Linked DNA regions of Sus scrofa: region 2 is linked to region 1. The links are chromatin contacts, called in public HiChIP or PLAC-seq maps. All regions are on one chromosome and are shown on one strand. Each heading gives the region's core, a stretch centred on a gene start, on an enhancer-like site or on the middle of the called end of the contact. The rest is flanking DNA. Distances are from core to core; before and after follow the strand shown.

What was found. HiChIP or PLAC-seq counts read pairs in DNA pulled down with a chosen protein or histone mark.
Region 2: an H3K27ac HiChIP or PLAC-seq map of alveolar macrophages shows a contact between it and region 1. The contact joins two enhancer-like sites. A contact is called at or near these places in 1 of 47 Hi-C or Micro-C datasets (embryonic fibroblasts) and 1 of 2 datasets of contacts at active chromatin or transcription factors (alveolar macrophages).

The regions. Positions count from the first base shown.
Region 1 is chr11:37,476,639-37,479,272 of Sscrofa11.1, forward strand. No RefSeq gene overlaps it. Among named protein-coding and RNA genes, the nearest start is that of PCDH9, 2.0 Mb to the right of the region's middle. Within about 2 kb of position 1,338, at least 7 of the 83 cell types and tissues checked have an H3K27ac peak or open chromatin away from gene starts, as enhancers often do. A contact at or near this core is called in alveolar macrophages, where this site is marked.
Region 2 is chr11:37,625,038-37,627,671 of Sscrofa11.1, forward strand. No RefSeq gene overlaps it. Among named protein-coding and RNA genes, the nearest start is that of PCDH9, 1.8 Mb to the right of the region's middle. Within about 2 kb of position 1,309, at least 1 of the 83 cell types and tissues checked has an H3K27ac peak or open chromatin away from gene starts, as enhancers often do. A contact at or near this core is called in alveolar macrophages, where this site is marked.

The DNA.
Region 1 (2,634 bases), core at 88-2,587:
TTCTTAAATAAGTTCAAGGTCAAGAATTTTGTAAAATCCATTAATCACATGCATTAGTTGATGTCTTGAGTCTTCATTTCACTGTGAACATTATTTAATTAAACCATCCAATTAAATATATTGTATATTTGTTTCATATCATACATTTTAAAATTGAAACAAATTTTACTACTGCTTTATAAGTCATAAATGTATGTTTCAGTCAATAACTTTGGTACAATGCTCCAAATAATATTTTTAAATGAAAATATAAAATAGTAAAATTTAATTTTTTTTCACTAATAGTATAACTTTTTAATTTTACTAAACAAAGTTCAGGGGTTGACAGACAATTCTACTTTCCAGAAATAAAAGAAATATTTTACCTCACCTCCTTTTACCAAAATGGGAGAACAAAACAGGGCACAGAAATGTCCATAACTAACATAGAAGCAGAAGAGTTGATGCTCTTAAGTTCAGTTCATTGTACAACCAAGTACTGAAATTTAGGAAACTCATATATGCTCAATTTCTTCAGACTGTAATTTTATTGAAGTGTTTCCCCAAATAGGAGAGTGACCCCACAAAGATAATTTATGTAGATAAGTTGATATTCATTCTGCAAAATGCAACAAGGTAGCTGATGGATAGCTTATGCACAATTAGTATTTGTTTTACTCAAATAGATGAGGACTAATGTCTTTAATTTATATTCATATAGTAATAATGATATGCACAGCCAGATATAACCATGCACATTATATACTATACATGATGAATTGCATTTCATTAATTCTCAGATGAACTTATATTAAAACCTTAATTTTAGATCTCATGATGATTGATTAGAAGATATTGAGTGATATTTTAACTAACATATTCTTAATTCAAAGCTTCTTAATATAAAATAATGGTTCATCTTACAATTTATGCCATCTTTCAATTTCTGGCAGAATCTCCTTTTACTAGATAATACCACCTTTTTATATTTCAGAAGTGCATTTATTTTGTAAAAAAAAAATATGCGTGTGTATGTATAACTGATTTACTTTTCTGTACACCTGAAAATAACACAACCTTTTAAGTCAACTGTATGCCAATAAAATTTAAAAATAAAATTAAGCAAATAAAATAAACCATTAAAAATGTTAATAAAGAGAAACCTCTGTTAACCAGAGTTGGAGACCAGAAGGGGGAGCTCTAATGCCCTCCAAAGATAGCAGAGCCCAACAGGAGAAAAACTTCTCTTTTTTTTCCTGGCTACAACCCAACCAGTGAAAATTTTTGGACTCCTTGTTTACTATGCCCCCACCACCAACTTCCTCTTCTCAGTGTAGAAGTTCTCTTTCACTTGCTGCGCTGGGTAGTTGCACATGACTCACCACAATTGCAGACTCTGTATGGCAACTCCCTACTGATCCTGAATAAACCCATTTCTGCTGGAGAAATAACAGACAATCTATTTGTTTCAGGTCAAAAACAAGCAGCAGTAATAAACAGAAAGTGAATGGTTTGTGAGAGCAAACTTGGTATATTTGCCCTGACTGAGGGCACAGGAGAGAGACAGGTAGTTGCTAGGACTGCATTGTGCTGGCAAGGACCCTGTTGATGGTAATCATGAAATTTTTCATAGAAAATGGAGGAAGTAACTCTGGCCACCAATGACTTAAGTTTTTGTCATTCTTTTGCTGTGGTAAGTCAAATTCTGTTGTTGTTGTTTCAGAATTGTCCTGAAATGAGATCAAAGTGAGCAAAAATCTCAGTTAATGAGGTAAATAATTAAAAATAATAACTGTAATGATGATAAATTACAATAATTTATTTATCCATCTATCTATGTAATGTGTGATTAGAGGAAAGAAGAGCTCATGCCTGTTCATTTAAGAAAGTGTCTTGGTCTATCAAAAAAGGGCATCTTCCTTCCCTATGCAGAGAACATAGGGAAGGGAGTTTTCTATCATCTCTATAAAGGAGTGGATGGTTCAGAGTCTGAAATCCACTTGGTCATGATTTATCAGTGGTGTAGAGGGTTCATTTTATTAGATGTCAATATCATTTAAAACACAACACTTCATTCCTCTCTCTCATTCTTATTGCTCCCTGTCCATTCTTCTCTCACACAAGAATAGGAATAGGTTCTTAGCCAAATCATGAGCTAGGCAAGGAAGGCCAGGTAGGAACTAAGCATAAGGGACAGAGTATATGTCTCCCTTTTTACTGCCAAGCCTGGGTGAAAGAATCCAGCCAACAGCCTCATCCTGGGGCCAGGTGAATAGATTTGAAATTTGTTCCAAAGACCCGGCTATCCTGCTAATTTTGTTTTGTAGACACAACAGAGGCTACAAATCCTTTACCTGAGATTTGCATAATTTGAAAATATAATTTAGCCTTTACATAAATCATATTCTCCAGTATATTTAGCTGCATACATTTTTTTTTCTGTATACTCAGAAGTGAAGGAAGAGAAGGGGGTTAATACACCACAAAAATTCTATCAGGTGTCATTATTAGGCATGGTCATTTCATTCTTTAGTTATATTGTCATTTCATTTCTTTAGTTAAATTGTCATTCAATTCACCCAGCAAATTACCCTCTATATTTACCCTTATTTATTGGATGAGATTATTGAACCTCAACATGGTTAAGTAATTCAC
Region 2 (2,634 bases), core at 59-2,558, 150 kb after region 1:
TATGGAATTTTGACTCAATTCGAACTTATGTTAAGTGGACTGATAGTTAAAATGTCTAGTGAGTAAAAAGTAACGAGTATGTCATATATACGATTTTTGTGGGACAAATTCATGAAAGGAAATAATTATAGAATATGATATTTTAAAGAAACATGCACATAGCTTTTTACTCTCATTTTTCTCATTGTTTTAATAAATCTAATGGAGTAGCAACAAAATCATAAACATCTTAGGGTCATATAAAAATGTACATTTCCAAAATTTATTGATTGAGATTTGATATTTTAATTCATTATGAAGTTTATGTTTTTCTTCTTTTGTCTGTGTCTGCAGCAAACAGAATTTCTCAGGCCAGTATTGAACTCATGCCACAGCTGTGACAAGTCACATCAGTGACAACACCAAATACTTAACTGCTGGAGCACAAGGGAACTCCAATTTATGAGTTCCAGGAACAATTTTCGTTGAATCCATATACTTGAATCTATATACTTTACTGTATATAATGAGAGGAAGAAATAAAAAAGAAAATCTCTTTACTTGTAAATAGGAATGAAGACAAGAACTACAGTTGACTACTCAGAAAGCATGCAAACTAGAAGAGGGTGAGGTAAAAAGTCTAAGGTGTTAAAAACCTACTAACCTGGAGTTCCCATGTGGTGCAGCGGAAATGAATCCAACTAGGAACCATGAGGTTGCGTGTTCAATCCCTGGCCTCCCTCAGTGGTTGGGGATCTGGCATTTCTGTGAGTTGTGGCGTGGGTAACAGACATGGCTCGGATCTGGCATTGCTCTGGCTCTGGTGTAGGCTGGCGGCTACAGCTCTGATTGGACCCCTAGCCTGGGAATCTCCACGTGGCCTGGGTGCAGCCCTAAAAAAAAAGACAAAAAAATAAAATTTTAAAAAACCTACTAACCTAAATGTCCATACTCTGTGAAATTATCCTTCAAAATTGAAGAAGGAATAAAAATGCTCTCAGAGAAACAAAACTTGAGGGAATTTGTTGCCAATAGACTTGCCTTGTAAAAAATGTTAAAAGAAGTTCTTTAAAGAGAAGGAAAATAATATACAGGTCAGAAACTTAGATCTACATAAAGAAAGGAACAACATCAAAGATGGGATAAGCGAAGGTAAAATTTCTTTAAAAACTTTACTTTTCTTGGAGATCCCATTGTGGCACAGCAGAAATGAATCCAACTAGTAACCATGAGGTTGCAGGTACAATCACTGGCTTCACTCAGTGGGTTAAGGATCTGGCATTGCTGTAATCTGTGGTATAGGTCACAGACATAGCTCATATCCTGTGTTGCTATGGTTGTGGCTGTGTCATAGGCCAGTAGTTGTAACTTCAATTCAACCCCTAGCCTGGGAACCTCCATATGCCATGTGTGCAGCCCTTAAAAACAACAACCAAAAAAAAACCTTTACTTTTCTTATTCCTAACTGATTTAATAGATAATATTTTCTTAAAAATCATACCCACAGTGTATTCAAAAGTGATATGAGCATGATAGCAGTATAAGAGGCTCCTGACTATCCCTCCTTTCTCAGATTCACCAAATATATAACTACACATGGATCAATTCCCCCCAAGAGAAATCATGATTCCTGCATGTCAGGTGGTTGAGGAAACAACTACCTTGAAAGGACACACACACATACAACACTCCTGCACAGTTCCTAATAATTAGGAAGAAACTCCCAACTCTCAATTTCTCCTTCTCAAGTGAAGAGTTCGGACCACACATTTAAACACCTCAAACTTTATGGCTATCATCCAAGGGACTGACTGCCAAATCACAGGGAGACAGGAACATGGCATTCATAAGACTCTAGGAGCACATTAAACAAAATGATGGCTTTTAAACTGGGCACCAGGCACTTCCTATGGCGGTACCCCTGGGATTAGCATACAAGAAGTAGGCAAAACATCCAGCTCACAGTTTCTCCCTGGAAAGGATTGGACTATACATTTTCTTAGGGGCTTCCTCAGAGTTAGGTATCCTGGAAGCTGATTGGAATCCTCCCAGGTGCCTGAGGGCATGTGGAAACTTCACCTGTCTCCTCTCCTGGTTTGAGCCAACACTAAAACTAAGTCTCCAGCTTCTCGCTAAAAGAAGTGTGTCCACATATGTAGAACCCCAGGTTTTACAGCTGCCCCCAAGGTCTAGATTTTCAAATTACCTAGCACTGAAAGCCAATGGTATTTTGCATTCATAGGTCCCTCAGGATCATATTAAATAAGGAAACAATTTTTAAACAAGTGCACAAGCACTTCTCATAGCTAACCCTCAGGTTCAATGCGGAGACAAGAGGCAAGAACACAAGAGTCCCAGTTTCTTCTTGGAAGGGGTTTGTCTGCATAATTTCTCTAGCTGCTGCCCAAGGGCCAGGCTTCTTTTGAACAGCCTGCATCTGGGAGGTGTAAGAGCACATCATTAGAAGTCCTCTAGGATGGGAGTTCCTATTGCAGCTCAGTGGAAAGGAACCTGACTAGTATCCATGACGAAGCAGGTTCAATCCTTGGCCGCACTCAGTGGGTTAAGGATCTGGTGTTGCCATGATACATATTTTTTTTCTTTGTTCTTTTTACTTTTGGCCTGTTGGTTTTCTTAGCCTACATGGCTTCATTG